2 separate regions of the Mus musculus genome follow, and region 1 is linked to region 2. A link is a contact called in public Hi-C data. All regions are on one chromosome and are shown on one strand. Each heading gives the region's core, a stretch centred on a gene start, on an enhancer-like site or on the middle of the called end of the contact. The rest is flanking DNA. Distances are from core to core; before and after follow the strand shown.

Region 1 (6,078 bases), core at 1,299-3,798, 58 kb after region 2:
CTACCCTATTTAGCAGGTTCCACAAGAGATCCTCAGGAACATTAAGGTGGGTGGCTTCTAAGAGATGACAGTGGAGGTTGTCCTTCGGCCTCCAGATTTATGTTTATTCATGTACAATGTGCCTACACATACATGGACACACACACGTACACAAGCCTACACATACATGAACATACACATGTACACAAGCCTACACATACATGAACACACACACGTACACAAGCACACCTTCGTATGGAACCCACACGGGCTTTTTTCTTGTTATTATGCCATCAATAATAGAGCATAAGAGTTATGCACACAGCGTACACAACCTATGGTGTGCGTATGTTAGAAACCAGCACAGCTTTCTCATGCCACTGCTACTTCATAAGATTTGCAGCAATAGGTTGGGGTGGTTTGGGTTTGGGGAAGAGCTCTTGGGTGATTCCAGTGATTAGTGGAGTCTGCAAACAGCAGATGTCGTCAACGAGATAAAGGAAAGGCCCATATAACATTCAGGGGTTCTGCAACATGGCCAGTGAAAATGAAAGCAATTATCCAGAGAATCCCAGCACCAAAAAACCTCCTACATTTTTATTGGGATTATGCCTAACTTTCTGAAGCCTCGGGACAGGAAGCCCAAGTGCGTCCACACGCAGCTCCCGTGAGAGACGGCTGAGGTGGCAGTTTGAGCAGAGGGGGTGGCAATTGTGCTTTCTGGATGGTTTTGCTCCCTGTGGCCGTCACCCACTCTGGACATGCTGACAGCTCCCTCATTTCATACATGCTTATAGCTCATTAGTTTTCCAGCCCACAAGCTGTGAGTCTCCACTTTGACATGGAAAACACTGCCTGTTATTTATAGTGTGCCATGTTTGGGCTGGCCATCAGAAAATATATATTGAAACAATTTTCCACTTGTTTAAGTTTCTCCTCTCCTGTGGATTTTAGTCCTCTTTCTTTCTCCTTCCCCATCCCTCTTTCTCTGACAGATTCTCAGTCTGCAGTCTGTGCTGGTGTCAAATGCACAGTCCCTCTGCCTTAGCCTCTTGAATGTGTCCCCATGCCTGGCTCGAAAACTTCAATACATCTTTTAATAATATCTCATTTCAGGTTACTATCACTTGCATTATAACAGCCAGATGTCTTATCCTCATGTTTTGGGGGTCCACAGATTTACTTTTCCGCTGCATTGTTTCCCATACGACCAGTTGGCTCCGTGCTTCCTAACTTAAGTGTGGGAACTTTGGTCCTGCCTTTAGAGACCAAAAGGAATGCTTGCAGCCCCGTTTTGGGTCATTGTTCTAGGCTCTGCATTTGCTAAATGAATTTGTTTAATGCCAAGTTTCCCGGGAGAGAAGCTAGCCTATTTTAGTCCATCAAATTCATCATCTGCTTTTTATTGTCCTTGTGGATATCAGTGGGTTTAGAGGCCAACGACCCAAGTTACTCGAACGTCAATTGAGGACTGCCATCTAGTGGCCGGGCAACCTCTGTAGCTAATGATGTCTGTGGAACAACCTGCCAGAAAGGATCCAATTCTACCTGCTCCCTCGGCAGAGTCTTCTGACAGGCTAGATGCACCTTCCATTTCTGCTCTCTGATTCTTCAAAGTAACTGCCACAATGCCAGGGTAGCGACCTCCCTATGCCTTGAAGGAGGAGAAGTCATTCTCGTTCTGGTTGTAGTTATTTTTGGACCCGCCTTTGGGCAATGGTTTGAGCCAAGTTTTGAGAGGTTTAAAGCAAAAGTTTTAATACTATGCAAGGTAAGACAGAGGCTTGCAGTGGGGGCGGAGTCTCACCTGCCCAGCACTGGTTTTCTTTGATCTTCCTTCCTTCCTTCCTTCCTTTCTTTCTTTCTTTCTTTCTTTCTTTCTTTCTTTCTTTCTTTCTTTCTTTCTTTCTTTTAAAAAACCCTTTTATTTGAAAGATTTGTTTTATTTTTAATTATGTATATGTGTGTGCATCTGCTTGAGTGTGTGCAGATGAGTGACAAAAGAGAATGTCAGGATCCCTGGAGCTGGAGCTACAGGTAGTTGTGAGCTGCCCTTTATGGGTGCTGGAATCTTGGGTCCTTTAAAACAGTGGCACACACATGCATGTGTACACACACACACACACACACACACACTCTTATCTCCGTTGTTGGGCTCTCCTTGGTCTGGAGATGACTCAGACAGGAGTGACTGGCCAGTAAGTCGCAGGCATCCCTCTGTTCCCACTTCCTCAGGGCTGGGAGTACAGATGCATGCCACTGTGTCTGACTTTTCTTTTCTTTTTAAAATGTTTCTGGGAATTAAATTCAGATCCTAAGAGTTAAGTCAAGCACTTTACTGACTGAGTCACCCCCAGTCCCTGGGTGTGGGCTTGCTAAGTGTGACTCCTGCACTAGCAGCATTGATATTGCCTGTGACTTGTTAAGAACTCGCAGCCTCTTGGTCCCGGCTGGATGGGAAACTCTTGGGAAGAAGCCCAGAAATCGGTCGGAGTCTTAGCTGCTCCAGATGAACACTCAGCTTACAGCACTGTGCTGGGGAAAGGAGTCGGCTCTGGGCCCCAGGGTCCGACTCTGGGCAAACGGGAAGTAGATGGTCTCCAGGGTGCATTTGGTTCTCCACAACCCTCCTTCCTCTTCAGGGCCCTTTCCCTGTGCTATTTACCCAACAAACAGCATACCTTTATTAGGCGGATGCTACAAGCAAGCCATTGCTTCCAGTCGTGTAGAGAAGGGAGATGCTCAGAGAAAGGGACAGAGGACTTAGCTGTCATGACTTTGTTTTGTATGTGTTTCCATATGTCCAGGAGCGTGTGGAGGCCAGATGTGGTGACACAAACCTTTAATCCCAGCACTTTGGGGACAGAAGAAAGGAGATCTGTGAGTTTAAGGCCAGCCTGGTTTACATAGTGAGTTCCAGGACAGCCAGGACTAAATAGGAGATCCTGTCTCAAAAAAAAAAAAAAAAATCCAAACTAATTTTTCAAAAAAAATCTTTTGGGGAGTTAGGGGAGGTGTCACGGTGTCCATGCGGAGGTCACAGGACAACTTGTGGGAGTCAGTTCTCTTCACCAGGTGGGTCCTGGGCTTGTCCTCAGTAGCTAGGCTAGGAAAGAAGAGCTTACACCTGCTGAGATCTCACCCGCCCTCTACCTTATTTTGGAGACAAAGTGTTTTACTGACTTGGTGAGACTGGCTGGCCAGGGGTTCCCAGTGTTGGCATTACAATGTGTGGTGCCAGGCCCAGCCTTTTCTGTGGGTGCTGGAGATCTGAACTCAGGACTTTATACTGTCATCCCCCTTTACCCCCCATCCCCGCTCTCCAACAGTTGCCTAGGGGATGCCTCTGCTGCTCCCAGGACTCTGTTTAAAGAGAAGATCAGCAGAAGTGGGGTTTGATGGAGAACGTAGTACAGGTTTTTGGGAGATGAGTGTGGCTTCAGAGCTGCTTGAAACCTTTATAGCCTCCTGCCTGCAGCACTCAGGAGACATGCTTTGTTTTTAATTTTGTTTTGTTTTTTGTTTTGTTTTTCTAAATTGAACTCTAGTCCATTATAAAAAGATTAAAACAACATGCTGCGATTTCACCACCCAAAGGTTAGGCAATTCAAAAGCCAAGAGTCGACGTGTGCTTATTGAAAGGCCTTGGGGAAAACTGTCAATAGTTCTGGAAAGTTTGGCTGCCCGTTCAAAGACCTGTTTCATGCTCTGCATCAACCTGCCTGGATCAATACGGCCCGTATGTCGGCCAGCACATTTGCCTCTTGTTTAATTTGCCATTTATAAGTTTGGTCGGTCCAATGTGTCTAAGCAATTACAATGCAGAGAATAAATAAGCACGGCGGCCAATCAAACTGGATTTGCGGCACAATTAGACATCAAGTGCCCACAGAGCCGGGCATAGCACTCCACTCGCAGATGAGAATACAAATGTTTGCTTGTACATCAAATGAAGTCTCTTCTCTCTCCTGAATATAAATGGCTCCTGGATCGATCTTCCAGGCAGGCCCATGTGAGAGAGAGAGAGAAAAAGGCCCTGCTTTGTAAGCCGGAAGTCTCGCAGAGAGATGGTGCAAGGCAGAGGTCCCTACTTTTCTTCCTGTTCCTGTGGCAAAGCACTCTGACTGAAAGCAATTTAGGGGAGGAAAAGGTTTATTTGGGTTCCATGTCACAGTCTATCATGAAGGGAAGGTCCAGGCAGGAACTCAAAGCGACTGGCTGTGTGAGGTCCACAGTCAAGAACAGCGAGAAGTGAATGGACCCTTGCTGCATGTCTCCTTGCGTGTCACCCAGCTAGCTTTCTCTAGAGTCTAGGGTCCCACTGTGAGCGACGAACAGTCAAGACAATCCCTCACAGATGTGTCTACAGACCAACCTGATCTACGTAGTTCGTCAACTGAGACTCTCTTCCCAGGTGACTCTAGGTTGTGACAAGTTAATTAGAACTGTCACAGCAGTCTTGCAGAGTACCAAAGACAACTGTCCCCACCAGATCCTTTGTATATTATTGCATCTCATTTGTTATCTGTAACTCTGGGTCAAAGCAGACATCTTCACAAGTAGCTGGGGAAACAAACAGTCTAAAGGGGCACGGATGCCTCCTGTATAAACTCAGCATCTGTGTTATTTCCAAACCTGTAGTTTCAGAGTGCTGGACTTCCCGGTCAAGAAGGGAACAACTAGGACTAGGGCCAAGCTTAGTGGGAGAACTGGGGTATGTGTATCATGGCTGTGGGTGTGATCTCCATCACAACAAAGCAAACAAAGTGAACCTGTACCCCAGTGGCCTTTATCCTCCATGCTTCTGCTGTTCCTCACGAGTCCGTGATCCCCGCTCTACCACCCCGAGAAGAGCAGCTTTCACTGGCCGGGTGACCAAGCACTGAAGGGTTAGACTCAAAGCTGATGTGGACCTGACAGAACCGTCCCTGCACATTTGAATGGTTAAGATGTGTGTGGACTTCATAAACGGCTGTGCGGAGTGGGCTCTGTGTCAGTGGCTTGTCAGGTGCATGCCCCTAGAGAAACTGCTGTGTGTGTGAATGTGTGTTTGTGTGTATGTGTGTCTGAGTGTGTGTATGAGTGTATGTATTTGTGTGTGTTTGTATGTATGTGTGAGTGTGTGCGAATGTGTGGGTGTGGTGTGAATGTGTGAGTGTGTATATTTTGTGTGTGTGAATGTGTTTGTGTATATGTGTTTGAGTGTGTGTGAATGTATGTATTTGTGTGTATGTGTTTGAGTGTGTGTGAATGTATGTATTTGTGTGTGTTTGTGTGTATGTGTTTGTGTGTGTGTGAGAGAGAGAGAGAGAGAGAAAAGCAGACAGAGAGATAGAGAGAGGGAGAGACAGAGGGGGAGAGAGAGGAGAGAGACACTTTGAAGATTTTATTTGTAGTGCTTTTGAAGATTGGCTGCTCTCAGACCACAGGTCAACCCTCCCATGACAAAGCCTGACCGATGAAGGAGTTCATCACTGAATAAGTGAGACTCAGAAAAGGAAAGCAAGCCCAGTTAGTAGCTGGGTAGAGAGCATGCAGGCTGCGGGTGAGATTTACAGAAGAACTGACTTGGAATTAAGCTAAGGACATTGAGCTGCTCAGTAACTCCACAGGTCCTGTCATAACTTGGAGTTGTCATATGCCTAGGAATTAGTGATGATTGGGGGGTTGGAGGGTAGGGAGAAATGAATGGAATCTGACGCTTAAACATTTAGCAAGATTTCTGATTGTATAGAAGCATTCGAGCATTGACTAATGTCACAATGAGGGGCTTCTCCTTGTGGTTTTGGGCTATGTGACCATTACCATTGTCCTTTCTGAGATCCAGTTGCCTCTCCTCTTGAGACAGACAGATATAACCACAGCAGAGCCCTGACAGGGCCTTGGGACTGACTGTGCACAGACTGTGCACGCATTGGAGGGGAGCAAGGTGCCTGAGTCCCGGAAGGGAGAGCAGTGCTCATCAGAGCAGGCTCCATTGAAGGAAAAGCATCTTCAGTTTCCACGGAGAGGAAACAGGGAGGGGATGGGATGTTATGTTCCAGAGGCAGGCAGGGTCAGCAGCTCAAACTCACGGGCTGTGTGTTTCCCAGGGAAACA
Region 2 (6,327 bases), core at 2,739-5,238:
TGCTTCTTTCCTTAGACAAATTGTGGAGGCTCTGCTCTGGGATCCCTGAGTAAATCTTCAGGCTGGGACTTGACCCTGTATGCAGGATATTCCACATGGATGCTGGGGACATCTACGGCAGCAACGTTTTCCAGGCTGTGGGCTACTAAGATCTACTCAGTCAAAAGTCTGTAACTGGGGCCTGGGGAAGGGAACTCATTTGGTAAAGTGCTTGCCACCCAAGAAAGGGAACCCGGGCTTGAAACTTAGTCAGTGTCCATGCATAAAGTTAGGTGTACCAGTATGTGCATATAATCCCAGTACTGAGGAGACAGGGACAGACGGGTTATTGGAACTAACTGGCCAGCCAGCATAAAATAATTGGAGAACTCCAGGTCCCTCATGAGAGATTCATCTCAAGAAACTAGGTAGAACTGGTAAATTTTAACCCAAACTTTATTAGATGCCATTTTTGCACAGGTCTCTGACTACAAGATACATAAATATATAAGAATTAGGAATGGCTTCAACAAAGAAACATGAAGATTCAATTTAGAAGATAAAGGAACATGAAGATTTAATTAAAAATAAAGGAATACAAAGATTTAATTAAAAAATAAAGGAGCATGAAGATATAACAATAAAAAATAACTCAGGGTAGACGACTCTTGAGAAATGACACCTCAGGTTGACCTTTAACCTCCACGTGCATGCCTGCAAATGCATGCACATTCGTGCACCCTCCTAACGCCTACATGCAGCCACATGAACATGTACACACACCAGTTCATGTATACCTGCTCGTATGTGTATATACATCAATTCCACAATTGATTCCCAGGGTATATGATTAAATGTGGGCAAGCGTGTTGAGTGGTCAGCTGAGTTGGCTGCTCCTGGCAAGGGTGGATGTGCACTCTTCCGACCTCCTTGCAGAGAGAAGCTTCAGCAAAGACAAATGTTTGTGCTCAGGCCTGGGGAACTGGAGCATGCCTGTCCCTCTACTGCCAATATGGACACACTTTGACCAAGACAGGGCAACTCTTGCTTATCCCTGTATGCTTTCCAAAAAATAGGGAGGGACTGTGGGAGAGTTCAGTAGGTATCTACATGCATGCTGCGGTATGCCCAAGACTCTACCCTCTCCCACACAAACACAGATAAATAAATATAATTTTCAAAAAGGTAGTCAGTCAATGCCATGATTACTAATTCAGGATTGCAGAGAGGGGGTAATATCCATATCTGTTCTTCAAGAGCTGGTGTTTTCACAAGAGGTTTGGGATGGACTTGAAGCATGGAGCCTCGTAGGAAGAGGAAGGGTTAAGCTTAGTCTCAAGAGGCTTGTTAATTGGTGTTGGGGAAGCAGCAGAGGTGAACATTGTCTGTCATTCCTCAGGGGCCACACACCTTGTTTTCTGAGATAGATTCTCTCATAGCATCTGCAGATTGCTGCTTGGCTGGGTGTCTGGAGGGAGCTCAGGACTCTTATAGCCACATTCCAGGTACTGGGGTTACAAATGCACACGCCCCATGCCCAGCCTTTAACATGGGGTTGGGGCTTGGCCTCACTCAGGTTCTTAGGTTTGTACACCCAGCCCCTCTCAGAAGGCTTTAGACACAAATCCAGTTCTTTTGCCTTTAAGGGTGCAAAAGGAGGCAGGGGTGGGGTGGGGAGACAGGTTTTGAAGGGGACAGGTTGAATGCCCTGGATCTGCCACATAACTAACACTAGGATGAAAAGCAATGTAAGATCTTGTTTATATTCTGTTACTTTCCTACCAAATAGGGATAAGGAAACCTATGGAAGGTGGTAGGAAGGCTTAGGTGAGGCTCGGGGAGCTGGTTCAGTTGGTATAGTTGCTGAACAAACATGAGGATCTGAGTTTGATACCTAGAAGTGCGCACGGTCTGTCTCCTCCCCAGCTCTGCCCTTACAAGCATGCACCATCACACTGGGCTCCTCCTCCTCCTCCTCCTCCTCCTCCTCCTCCTCCTCCTCCTCCTCCTCCTCCTCCTCCTCCTCCTCCTCCTCCTCCTCCTCCTCCTTTTCCTCCTTCTCCTCTTCATGGATTCTGGGGGTTGAGATCAGGTCTTCATGCTTGCACAGCAAGCTCTCCTTTGACTGAGTCATTTCTGAAATCTGTGGACTTTTAGTTTGTTCGAATTTTTTACCGCATCAGCAAATGTCTACAAGTGACTTTAGCAATTTCATTCCTGGTGGCCAGTTGGTGTCATAAATGAACATTGTGTTGACATATTTCACTTATTTGGTGCTTTTTACATCCTTAAAGTGCCATTGCATATATTCTCTTCTGAAAACCCAGCTAGGCAGAGATTACTAGCCCGGTTTTAAAGATGAGGCCATGGATGCACAGGTCAGTTCTCTGGATGGAAGACTTGCACTTAGGGCTCGCTTTCTTTTCTGCTTCTCCTGACCTGTTTCTTCCTCTGGAGAATGGTGCTACGGGGCTGCATTTACAAGACTATAAGGGGACCCTTGGGGGACCCTGACCAACAAGGAATGATCATTCATCCCCTAGTGTTGGAAATCCCCACTGCTCCTCAGACTGACAGACACTACTGATAGTCCCCGGAACTGTGAGTCTCCCAGTAAGGTATGACAAACCTCAGGCCCATGTTTTCAGATAACTGTTAGTGGCCACAGAAGTTCCCCCAAGATGGTTGGTTAACCTTTGTCAAATCTGTTCTGACTCTGTGTGGGCAGCTGGGTTTCACCAGGAGGGCACTGAAAGTACTTGCCCAGACAGTCCAAGCCTAGAGCCAGGAGATCCCCACGTCTTCTTCCCTCCCTCCTGCATGGCTTCATAGCCTTCCTCTCTGACATATAAAATATGATATCTTTGACATATGTTCCTGAAAACTGTATACAACACTTGCTTCCAAACTTCTGTAAGGGGGGATCAAAAGAGGGTCCAGAAGCTTCTAAAATACAGATCAGAAGTTCAGTGGCAATATCAGTCGGATGAACTGGTTTTTCTGAACGATTTCTGCAATTAATACCATGGAATAAAGGAAGATTATAGCTTTAAAAACTGGATGTGAGAAGATAAATGTCTCTTTATTTTTCATTGATCAATGAGTCCCTGTATTCCAAAGAAGGTACTGACCCTTGCTGGTGTCATGAACTTCAGTATAAAAGAAGGGGAGGAGTGGGTTCAGTCAATAAAGGGCTACCCAGGCAAACACGAGGAGCTGGGCTCTCTATGCCAACACTCGTGTTTAAACAAAAAAGCTAGAGGTAATGATACGTGCCTGTAATCTCAGCACTGTGGAGCTGGAGCAAGGAGGAGCCTGTGGCCAGTCAGTCTATCCAAATCAAACCAGCAGCTCCGAGTTCAACAAAGTGCCCTGGTTTTTTTTGTTGTTGTTGTTGTTTTGTTTTGTTTTGTGTTTTGTTTTTTGTTTTTTTTAAGGTGGAGAGTTATTGAGGTAGACACCTGATTTCAACTTTTGGCCTCTGCATGCTTGTGTGTACACATATACACACCCCAAAGCAAACAAGGAAGGGAGGGAGAAAGAGAAAAGGAAGGGGGGGGGGGAAGAGTTGCTTTCCTTTGTGTGTAGAGTGGACTGCGAGCAGCTAGGCTCAGAGCCATGACTTGGAGAGCCTAGGCAGATGGCTTCATAAACACAGTCCCTGGGCGGCAGAGGTTTGGATGGTCTATCAAGATGAAGAGCACAGGCTTGAAGCTGGGATATCTGTTTAACGATGAGGCTAGACTGTAGGGAAGTCACACGTTTGACTCTGTGTTTAAGAAAGGTCACACGTGGAGAATCTTGTATCAGGTGGCTAGCCCCCGCAGAAGACCTCACAACATAGGTTTCAAGTACCCGTGAACCTCAGATAGATACATCCTGTTTTCTTTTTTTTCTAGCCTTTCAAAAGTGGTATTCAATACTCGAGAAAACCTCAAAGCTTTAAGTTGGCACTAGCCAGCCCAATTTAAGGTCAGGTTTTGCATAGAAGACTCAGACAGGAAGCAGGCTGGTGTAAAAGCAGCCAGAAGGGTAACGAAACAATACCACTCCATCCACCGACTATGCATGGAGATGTGCTATGTCATCTGATGGTAGCTTTGTTTTCCCTTAGCAGTTTCATTTGTGAAAGTGACTACTACCCTTTAGCACGGCCCCTAAGATGGCTGTGTGTAGAGCAATTTTAAACCAGCAACATGGTCGCTCTGGTAAGGAATCACATCCAAAAACATCCAAGGTCTATATGATCTGGCTGGAATGCAGGCATTCCCTGGATTATAATATGATCTGGAATATAGATACACCCTTAGTACTCACCTTTAATCCCTAACAATGAAGTAAGGTTAGTTTGTAGAAGGAAGCAGCCATGGTCAAAAGTGATGTTTAATTAGGGGATGGTCAAAGTGACAAATCAGAGAAAGGTTTGGCAGAATGAGTCAGAGATAGGATGTGCCCAATTCTCGCAAGAGCAGGCAGAAATGAGAGGCGGCTTAAGAACAGTGCAGAGAGAGCAGCAGTCACTTCAGTCTATTGAGAGCCAGTGGAGTGAAGTCAAGTTCATGGCAGTTCATTTGTTGGCCTTTCAGTCCATGGAGTTCAGAAGCAGTTTTTAACCAGGACAGTTTTACAGAGACAGGTTTCAGAGAGAACAGCGAGACACAGGTGAAGACAGAATGAGCTAGAAGACGAGAGCAGATTACCAAAGTTAGTTTGAGGCCAAGCAGAGCAGAGCAACTCAGTCAGAAGCTGAGATTGAAGCCAGATTGAATCAGTCAGTTTGGAGAGGAATTTGGTCTAGAACAGCTAGTTGAACCAGCCAGCTAGAGTTCAGAAAGAACTAGAAAGTGAGGGTTTACCGGGCATTAAGCCACAGAGATGACAATTACATCAGGCGAATGAAAGTTACATTTACAGCTGTACAATCCTTCCGAATGAAAGGAAAGTTTCACTCTGTAACCTGGAGTCCATTCTCAGTCATGACTGAGCCGTGGATGGCTTGAGCAGGTATTGCAACATCTAGTCAAAGCAGAGTACAGTCTTTTATCTCCTTGGTGCGTGTTTGTGTGGGCATGCCTGTACATGCACATTTACGCATGAATGTGGAAGTCAGAAGACAACCTCAATTGCTCCTCATGGATGAAGCACCTTGTTTGTTTGAGACACTGTCTCTCCCTGAACCTGGAGCTCCTTGAGTATGGAGGCTGCCTGGCTAGCCCCAGGGATCCTGCTGTCTCTACTTCCCAGTGCTGGGGATAGCAGGTACACTCCATACCATGCATGGCGTTTTCCGTGGGTCCCAGAGGAAACATCGCCATCTTTCCAAGGAGGGAAGGAGTCAGATCGGCAGGGTGTCATCTTCGCCGTGTGCCCGTTATGGTTTTATGACCCCAGAGTATCATTCATCTGTGACAAGTCTGTAGGCTGGCCTGTTAGATTTTAAACTGTTGAATTTTCATAATCTGTTTATGAGTGAGTCTGTTCCCCACTGGTTATGACTCAGGAATCACAAGGAGTGATCTGGAAAAGTGGATGATTTATGAGAATAAACAGCCAACTCAGTTGTCCCTCTCAGACCAGACAGTTTAAAGCAGAACTAGAGACCAGGCGCTTTGATCTTTTAAACAAGCTTTTTAAAGAGCATGCGTTAATGATCTATAATAATGGTTTCATTATGCCATTTCTGTAAAGCGTATACTTTGGTTGTGTTTGCCCTGTTGCTCTCTCCTATCTCCCCCTACCCACTGCTGCTTTCTTTATTTACTAACTTGTCCCCTCTTTATTTTCACCTCTGTTTTCTGTGAGTCAATGAGTTGGATTAAGATTGCTTATAAGATCCTGGGTGAGGGCTTTCTCACAGGAGCACCGGTGAGAGGTTACGTACAGGGGTCCAGGTGAAGAGATCCTTATGAGAACACAGGTGAGAGGTCGCCTGGAGGAGTATCAGTGAGTGGTCACTTACACTATCATGGGCAACTTGCCATGGCTACACCATGGAAGAAAAAACGGGTGAGACTTGGATTTCTAAGCAATGTTAACCAGTGTTAAAATGTCTTGGGCCAGTTGGTAGGACTTATTAACAATAGCATAGTGGGTGTTCTCAGAAGGATCACATGAAGGCTTGTATGCTGATTTCTCATAAGACAATTACAAAGGTAAATTCTAGCAACACACTCAACAGGTACATTTTGACTATTTTAGTGAAGAGTTAAAGACATTTTAAAGTATTTCTTTATTAACCGAATAGATGCATAAAGCAAACAATGTTATCAGGGGAATAATGATATTAGAGGAAAAGTATATAAGCAATGCTTGAAACTTTATATATCAAATTACCACCCTCTAGAAATT

The links. Hi-C and Micro-C count contacts between places; a contact is called where the count stands out from the background.
Region 1: a contact with region 2 is called in a Hi-C map of regulatory T cells, with 1.9 times the contacts expected there. The contact joins two enhancer-like sites. A contact is called at or near these places in 2 of 15 datasets of contacts at CTCF or cohesin (CD8 T cells and large pre-B cells), 24 of 484 Hi-C or Micro-C datasets (the 63-12 cell line, B cells, CD4 T cells and 17 more) and 8 of 115 datasets of contacts at active chromatin or transcription factors (CD8 T cells, acute myeloid leukemia, bone marrow-derived dendritic cells and 5 more).

What each region holds. Positions count from the first base shown.
Region 1 is chr1:128,822,958-128,829,035 of GRCm38.p6, forward strand. No RefSeq gene overlaps it. Among named protein-coding and RNA genes, the nearest start is that of Gm23056, 60 kb to the right of the region's middle. Within about 2 kb of position 2,549, at least 65 of the 459 cell types and tissues checked have an H3K27ac peak or open chromatin away from gene starts, as enhancers often do. A contact at or near this core is called in the 63-12 cell line, B cells, Th2 cells and 2 more, where this site is marked.
Region 2 is chr1:128,763,168-128,769,494 of GRCm38.p6, forward strand. No RefSeq gene overlaps it. Among named protein-coding and RNA genes, the nearest start is that of Gm23056, 120 kb to the right of the region's middle. Within about 2 kb of position 3,989, at least 69 of the 459 cell types and tissues checked have an H3K27ac peak or open chromatin away from gene starts, as enhancers often do. A contact at or near this core is called in the 63-12 cell line, B cells, Th2 cells and 2 more, where this site is marked.